Linked DNA regions of Oryctolagus cuniculus: region 2 is linked to region 1. A link is a contact called in public Hi-C data. All regions are on one chromosome and are shown on one strand. The core of a region is the stretch at or near the end of the contact, and the rest is flanking DNA. Distances in the headings are between cores, read along the strand shown. Region 1 has its middle 78 kb from the start of ATP11B. Region 2 holds the start of SOX2 (SRY-box transcription factor 2).

The links. Hi-C and Micro-C count contacts between places; a contact is called where the count stands out from the background.
Region 2: a Hi-C map of skin fibroblasts shows a contact between it and region 1, with 8 times the contacts expected there. The contact joins the promoter of SOX2 here to the enhancer-like site in region 1. A contact is called at or near these places in 4 of 6 Hi-C or Micro-C datasets (ear pinna, embryonic fibroblasts, skin fibroblasts and 1 more).

Annotation. Positions count from the first base shown.
Region 1 is chr4:96,896,138-96,900,444 of mOryCun1.1, reverse strand. No RefSeq gene overlaps it. Among named protein-coding and RNA genes, the nearest start is that of ATP11B, 78 kb to the right of the region's middle. Within about 2 kb of position 1,929, at least 2 of the 8 cell types and tissues checked have an H3K27ac peak or open chromatin away from gene starts, as enhancers often do.
Region 2 is chr4:97,880,932-97,885,238 of mOryCun1.1, reverse strand. SOX2 (SRY-box transcription factor 2) reads left to right here and starts at 1,966. Exons shown (of 1, transcript XM_008266557.4): 1 at 1,966-4,299. The coding sequence starts at 2,116. The coding sequence ends at 3,102.

The DNA of each region.
Region 1 (4,307 bases), core at 680-3,179:
GAAAGGTTTTTCATCCACTGATTTATCCCTCAATGGCTACAACACCCAGGGCTGGGTCAGGCCAAAGCCAGGAACCAGGAACTCCATCCCCATCTCCCGCATCCAACTCCTTCCTAATGTGCCTGGGGAAGCAGAAGATGGCCCAAGTGCTTAGGCCCCTTCCACCCGCGTGGGAGCCTGGAGGGAGGTCCAGGCTCCTGGTTTCAGCAGGGCTCGGCACAGCTGTAGCAGCCATTTGGCGAGCGACTCTGTGGACAGGAGCTCTCTCTCTAGTTCTCTGTCTCTCCCTCTCTGCCTTTCAAATAAATGAGTATTTTTAAGGTCTTTACATCAAGCCGTATTTCTATCATATGGAAGCTTAGTCAAGCTGAGTTGATCTTCTGGTTTACTTTGCTTTACTTCAAGTCCCGGCTGCTCAGCTGCAGATCCAGCTTCCTGGTACCCCGCATCCTGGAAGGCACTAGATGATCGCTCAAGTGCCTGGGTCCCTGCTGCCGACATGGGAGATCCCGATTGAGTTCCTGGCTCCTGGCTTTGGCCTGGCCCAGTGCTGGCTGCTGGAGGCATTTGGAGAGTAAGCTAGCCCACAGATCTGTCCTTGTCTGTCTCTCTGACTTTCAAAATAAGATGAAAATAAATAAAAGCTTTTGAAAATAAAATAACCGAAGGGGAACTGGCCGTTAGCCTAGTGGTTGAGATATCCACAGCAGAGTCCCTGGGGTGAGTTCCTCACTCTGCCTCCACACTTCAGCTTCCTGCTGGGAGGCAGAGCCCATGGCTCAAGTCCTTCCCTGCGAGCCTACCTGGATTGAGTTCCCTCCGGCTTCACAGGCCCAGCCCTGGCTGTTGCTAGCATTTGGGGGAACATAGCAGCACACAGGAGCTCTGGCACTGTATTTCCAAAAAAAATAGCTAACGTGAACGCTTTTGATGAATGACACCATCATGCCCATCCATTGCCAAATAAACTCTAAATATATTTTTGTCTCTTTTCTCATTGACAAATGTACACGTTGTACAGCTATGGTGTAAAACACGATGTTTTGAAATATGAATAAGCACGTTCTTCCAAAGGCTCACAATTCGGGTACATTTGGGAGCAGCCTAGGGCTAAGAAAATGTTGGCAGCAACACAAACCCATCCTCAAACTACAGCGATAAAATGCTACTTTCTTGCTTCTTTGTAAAAGAAAGACCCAAAGTTTGGTCTCTAGAGTCACTCCCGTCCTTCTAAGATAAACACGGACTCAAGGGAGTTAAGCCCCAGAGCACCGGGTTCCACCCCGGCCCGGGTATCCCCGGCCGGGCGCGGAAGGGCCGCGGGGCCGCGCGCCGACCGACCGAAGGGAAGCGCGCACCTCCCCTGGGGGCCGCGCCGGGATCCAGAAACCCGGTTCGAGCCGTTCCTTGATGGCTGCGCGTTCTTGTTTAGTAAATATTGACTTCGCTCCCTGAGTCCTCAGAACTTATCAGTGCCGCTTCTCTTTAATAATACATGGGGAACTTCAAACGCGGCACAACCCCCGCGTCGCACCAGCGCCCGCCGGGAGTGCGAAACCGCAGAAACCCGCCGCTGGACATGAAAGGCCGAGCGCTTCCTCCTCCAGCTCTCGGGAACCGACCGACGGGGAAGACGCCGCTGCGGCCGCCCCCCGCGCGCCGGCCGCGGGGGCCCGGGCTCCATCTGCCCGCGCGCGGCCCGGCCGGCCGCCCCTTCCCCTCTCGCCCCGGGGACCCTCGGAGCCCGCGGCTCGGCCGGGCCCACAATCTGGGCTGCCGCTCCCCAGGGCTTTGAACGCTGCCTTTTCAACCCGCTGCTCCGTGGCAAACCAATTAGCCCCTTCCGTTCGCCCCGGCGCGCGGCGGAGAGCGGAGAGCGGCCCGCGCGCCCCTCGCCAGCCGGGCGCAGACGTGCGGGCTCCGCGCCCGGGCCAGGCTGAGCCGGGTCAGCGCAGGGCGGCACGGAGGCCCGCCTTCCAGCCCTCGGGCCTTCAACGCCTTTTTTTTTTTTTTTTTTTTTTTGCTTTGCTGGGAAAGGGAAGGGTCGCCCCTGTGATGGTTTCGTTTTGGCATTTAAAACACGAATGATCAGGGCGACCCTGGCATCAAGTACGCATCGTGGTCCCACCCCCCCATCCCTGCGGATTTGGAAGTGCAATGGGGCCTTTGAATATGGAGGAAGATTTCGGCTCCAGATGCAGGGCTAAAGATATTGAAAATACGTTGAAACACAGCTCCATTTACCTAAAATTCTGTTTGCCCGAGGTCTCATTTTAATTTCTATGATGAAAGCGGTAGCCTCTGATAAGCCACACTTCAGCTTTAAATGAGAACTACCTTGACCCCATATAATTCCATCGTTTGAACAGCAGAGCTCCAGACGAAGAAATTTGTTTTCAAATTGAACGCATTTCTATTACTTTTTTAAAATATGAATTCATTTAGAATACAGTGCTGGCACGCCGTAGGGTTGGATATCAAAAAGGCTTTGCCTCACACCGAGCCCTGAATGCGTACTTTTAATTCTAGAAACTTTAAAGTCCGTAGGCACCGAGAAAAGATTGGAAGCTCCGGTTCTAGAACTGATCGCTAAAATCAGCGTGGTGGAGGTAGTCAGTGGTAGGCTTGGAGCGCCCCTCTGTGGCCGAAGGTGGCCATTGCAGCGCTCTTTCCTAGCACGTGTGTGTTTGGGGGGAGCTATCTTGTTCCTGAGTTTACCTCTGCCCACTAGGAGGTCGGATGTCACTTTTCCATTAACACCTGTGAGTTCAATCTCCTTTTCTTCCATGAAACTTAAATATTTGTTAAAAACTGAATAAATCCTTTTGTCTCCTCCTATAGCTTTCCAGCTGAAGATAAAAGGGGAGAACATTCTTTTTGCAAAACACATAGCTGTGTTAGTCCTCATTCTGACCTTTAGGTGCAGGTAGAAACAACTGTCAAGGAGCTCAAATATGTGTTGATTCATGGGCTGGCTATCAGCGATTGGCGGTGGCTGCTACAGAATTTGCTTGAGGCCAAGTCTGGGGTCAGAAAGAAAAGAGTGATGAGATGCAGAAAGTAAGGGGCAGAGGTGAGCTAATTACTCTGCTTCCAAAGAGCTGGACCCTGTATTAGTGATCCATAACAGCGCTAGCCACTGGCATTGTGGCTGGACTTCATTTCCAAAGTCAAAACAGTGCTTTCGCCGTAGCCTCTTTACACTGCGGAAAAGTAACTCAAACTTTATTTATGTGATACATGGTAGCAAAAACTCTCCCTACACAATGGTACCCTCTAGCCTAGTTTTCCAGACACTGATCCACTCTATAATTCTGTCCATTTATTCCTAAATTAATTTGATCTCTGCATCTTCACCTGCTAGTCTCCCCTCTTCAATCATGCACTTTCTAAGCAGGAACTGGTACCTCTACCAGTTATTATAGCACAAACTAGGACTATTCTGGGAAACTGGGATGTAAGGGCACCCCACTTAACATGGTTCTAAACCTAGAGTTAAGCACAGAAGCTCTCTCAAGAGAGAAAGTCACTGTGCCACGATGAGCGAGTGGGTAACTGTGCACCTGCTACCGTTTACATCTCTATGAATGTACTTCAGTACGCATTCTTCAGAAACCGTGTAGGTGCTACCTGGTCACTTGTTTTTGTTTGCTTGATCAGAGGTATGTCCAGCTCCAAACCCCAGACTGCACTCTCCAAGCTGCTGGAGAAAGGAGCTTGGACATCTTCCATAAAAAGCTGCCCATGACCAGATAGATCCTCAGAAGCTGAGTACAGAGGAGACATTTAAGCACACCAAAAGCCCTGAACAGGCGTGCCTCCATCTCACACAGCAGACACATCCTGAAAAGGCCCGTATCCGGGGGATCCCATTGCCAGTTTACTAGAAAAGCTGGCTAAATACCGAGATGTAGTGAGTGAAATGCAGGGAACCTCCTATAAGACGCGTAAACTGCTTTTGAAAATGCAGATGACTTCCTGTCTCATCAACTGCACCTCTGTAGCCTTGGTTTCCTTACAACAGACACGTTTGGCCTAGAACTTTGTTGTTCATTACAGGTGATAAACCTTTATCTGAGTCCTGTGTTCAAGTTCTACCCTAATAGCAGATCGTTTCATTAGGATGCTTTGATTTGCAAGGGACCAAAACCCAAATCTGTCTTGCAGAGCGAGGGTGATGCATTGACTCATCACTGAAAAATCCACTTCCGGCTTCTAGCCAGGGGCTCCAAGGGTGTCACGGAAGTGCGCATCTCTTTCCACTGCTCTGCTGTATCTTCTCAGGTGTGGGCTTCACCTTAGGGGGA
Region 2 (4,307 bases), core at 717-3,216, 980 kb before region 1:
GTCAGCTTCTGCGTTCAGTTTCCAAGAACCAAAGGGACCCATAACTTTGGAGGGAAAGAGACGTGTGGGGGGGCTGGGGGCGCGAGGGGGAGGGCAGGTCGGCCGGAGATAGTGTATTACGCACGTCTGCAGGCTCCTTCCCGCCGCCCCACCCCCGCACCCTTGCAGCGGGCGTGCTTGGCCCGAGGGTGACAGCCATGGACACGCCAGGCAGGGCAGGCGCTGGAGGAGCCGGGGAGGGGCAGAAGGAGGTTAAGAAAGCAGCAAAGTTCTGTAAAGATAAGGCCCGGAGCGCGGCCGGCGGGGACCCTCGCGTGCGTCTCCCTAGGGCGCGTGAGGGTCGGTCGGGGGCGGAGAGCGTGCGGAGCCCTGGTGGTTTAAGCCTCTCATAAACAAGACACAGCACCAGGGTTGCGTTCCTCTCCTACTTCTTCTCTACCCCTCCTTTGTCGTCAAGTGCGTTTTAGCCACAAAGATCCCAACAAGAGAGTGGAAGGAAACTTAGACGGGGGCTTTGTTCGACCCCGTGTAGCGACAACAAGAGAAACAAAACTACCTATTTGTAACGGACGTGCTGCCACGGCTCTCCGCTTTGAGCGCCTACCTATTGAAATCTTTACGTCGGGACAATGGCAGAGCGGCTAAAATTACCCTCTCGGGTCCCGGGCGGGCAGGGTTCCGGAGCCCCCGCCCCCCCGCCATCCGGCCGCCCGCACCTGCGCCCCCCTCGGCGGCGCGGCCACCGCCCAGGGCAGCCGGCGGGGGAGATGCCAGCGCGGCCCGGGCCCCGAGCCCTGGGAACTCCGCGTGGGCGGGAGTCCGCGAGCGTGGCCCGGAGGCCACCTCCGAGCAGGGCCGGGGGAGGCCAGGAAGTGGCCGCCACCCTCGCGCGCGCCCGCCCTCCGCGCCCCGCCGGGGGAAGCTGGCACCAGTGAAATCCGCCCTTGGGGGGGTGCTGGGGCGCATCTCCTTGGCACCGAGCGGCCTGCGCTGGGAGCCGGGGGCTGCCTGGCCTCCGCTCCGCGCGGCTGGAGCTCAAGAACAGGGCTGGTTTGAGGGTTCGAGGGCCGGGGCTTCCGGGAGGGGAGGTCTCCTAACTTCCAGCTGGGACCTTCCAGAGGGGTGGGTGCTGGCACCTGTGCAGGCCAGAGAGGCCGGGGGGTGGGGGGAGAAGTGGCAGCCGCGGCGGGGAGGGGGAGGGCTGGGGGGTAGGGGGACAGGGCCGCGCCCCCTCCACGTTCCTGCGCCCGCACCTAAAAGTCAATCAGTTTAAAAGAAGAAGGAAGCGGGTGTCGGGGTGTGGGGGGGTGGCCGGTGTGCACCCCCCACGCCGTCTCCGCGCCTTTTCCCCCACTGGCTTCGAACCGGCGTGTGGCGTGACCTGTTGCTGCGAGCGGGCATACAAAGGTTCCGCGGCGGCCGGCGGCCCAGCGCGGGGAGCCGCGTCCCCCGCCCGCCGCGCGCGCGCGCGCCGCGCCCGCCCCCGCGCCCGCCCGCTCCCCCGCGCGGCCGCCGGCGCCGCAGGCCCCGCCCCCTTTCATGCAAAAGCCGGCGGCGAGGCCGGGCCCGAGTGGAGGAGCCGCCGCGCGCTGATTGGTCGCGAGAAACCCATTTATTCCCTGACAGCCCCCGTCACATGGACGGTTGTCTATTAACTTGTTCAAAAAAGTATCAGGAGTTGTCAAGGCAGAGAAGAGAGTGTTTGCAAAAGGGGGAAAGTAGTTTGCTGCCTCTTTAAGACCGGGACCGAGAGAAAGAAGAGGAGAGCGAAAAGAAAAGGCAGAGAAGTTTGAGCCCCAGACTTAAGCCTTTCCAAAAAATAATAATAATAATAATAACAATCGGCGGCGGCGGCGGCGGCATCGGCCGGAGGCGGAGGGAAGCGCTGCTTTTTTGATCCCGATTCCAGTTCGCCTCCCTCTCTCCCTCTCTCCCTCTCCCTCTCTCCCTCTCTCTCCCTTCTCTTCCCCCGAATTGCTCTCCGTCCGGTCTCCGCGCTCGCGGCACCCCCGCCCGCCTCCCCTCCTCCTCTCGCCCCCGCCCGCGGGCCCCCGAGTCCCAGCCGCGCCGAGGGTCGGCGGCCGCCGGCGGGCCGGGCCCGCGCACAGCGCCCGCATGTACAACATGATGGAGACCGAGCTGAAGCCGCCGGGCCCGCAGCAGACTTCGGGGGGCGGCGGCGGCGGCGGCGGCGGCGGTGGCGGTGGCGGCGGCGGCAACGGCGCGGCGGCGGCGGCGGGCGGCAACCAGAAGAACAGCCCGGACCGCGTCAAGCGGCCCATGAACGCCTTCATGGTGTGGTCCCGCGGGCAGCGGCGCAAGATGGCCCAGGAGAACCCCAAGATGCACAACTCGGAGATCAGCAAGCGTCTGGGCGCCGAGTGGAAACTTTTGTCGGAGACGGAGAAGCGGCCGTTCATCGACGAGGCCAAGCGGCTGCGAGCGCTGCACATGAAGGAGCACCCGGATTATAAATACCGGCCCCGGCGGAAAACCAAGACGCTCATGAAGAAGGATAAGTACACGCTGCCCGGCGGGCTGCTGGCCCCCGGCGGCAACAGCATGGCGAGCGGGGTCGGGGTGGGCGCCGGCCTGGGCGCGGGCGTGAACCAGCGCATGGACAGCTACGCGCACATGAACGGCTGGAGCAACGGCAGCTACAGCATGATGCAGGACCAGCTGGGCTACCCGCAGCACCCGGGCCTCAACGCGCACGGCGCCGCGCAGATGCAGCCCATGCACCGCTACGACGTGAGCGCGCTGCAGTACAACTCCATGAGCAGCTCGCAGACCTACATGAACGGCTCTCCCACCTACAGCATGTCCTACTCGCAGCAGGGCACCCCCGGCATGGCGCTCGGCTCCATGGGCTCGGTGGTCAAGTCCGAGGCCAGCTCCAGCCCCCCCGTGGTTACCTCTTCCTCCCACTCCAGGGCGCCCTGCCAGGCCGGGGACCTCCGGGACATGATCAGCATGTACCTCCCCGGCGCCGAAGTGCCCGAGCCCGCCGCCCCCAGCAGACTCCACATGTCCCAGCACTACCAGAGCGGCCCGGTGCCTGGCACGGCCATTAACGGCACACTGCCCCTCTCGCACATGTGAGGGGGGCCGGACGGCGGACTGCAGGAGGGGGGAAGTGGGTGTCGCAGAGACAAGGGAAATGGGGAGAGGTGCACAAGGAGAGTGAGAACAGCATGGCGAAAAATACCCGGTACGCTAAAAAAGAAAAGAAGAAGGACAGAAAGGAAAAAAGAAAAGAAAAGAAAAATCTTTTATCACCCACAGCAAATGACAGCTGCAGGGGAGAGACCACCAATCCCATCCACACTCACGCCAAATCCGCGATGCCGACGAGAAAACTTTTATGAGAGATCCTGGACTTCTTTTTGGGGGACTATTTTTGTACAGAGAAAACCGTGGGAGGGGGGAGGAGGGGTGGGGAGGGCGGGGGAAGGGACCTTGTATAGATCTGGAGGAAAAGAAAGCTACAAAAAAACTTTTTAAAAGTTCTAGTGGTACGGTAGGAGCTTTGCAGGAAGTTTGCAAAAGTCTTTACCAATAATATTTAGAGCTAGTCTCCAAGCGACGAAAAAAAAAGTTTTAATATTTGCAAGCAACTTTTGTACAGTATTTATCGAGATAAACATGGCAATCAAAATGTCCATTGTTTATAAGCTGAGAATTTGCCAATAATTTTCAAGGAGCGGCTTCTTGCTGAATTTTGTTTCTGCAGCTGAGATTAGGACAGTTGCAAACGTGGAAAGAAGAAAATTAATAAGATTTGGACATTTTAATTGTTTAAAAATTGTACAAAAGGAAAAAAATTAGAATAAGTACTGGCAAAACTATCTCCGTGGTCTTGTTTCAAAAAGGGGGGGGGGCAAGAGTTTTACATTGTACTAAATTTTTTTTTAACTTACTGTTAAAAGCAAAAATGGCCATGCAGGTCGACATCGTGGGTAATTTATAATAGCTTTTGTTCAATCCCAACTTTCCATTTTGTTCAGATAAAAAAATGACATGATATTACTGTGTTTGAAATATTTTCTTATGGTTTGTAATATTTCTGTAAATTTATTGTGATATTTTAAGGTTTCCCTCCCTCTCCCCTCCCCCCGTTTATTTTCCGTAGTTGTATTTTAAAAGATTCGGCTCTGTATTATTTGAATCAGTCTGCCGAAAATCCATGTATATATTTGAACTAATACCATCCTTATAACAGGTACATTTTCAACTTAAGTTTTTACTCCATTATGCACAGTTTGAGATAAATAAATTTTTGAAATATGGACACTGAAATTATGCTT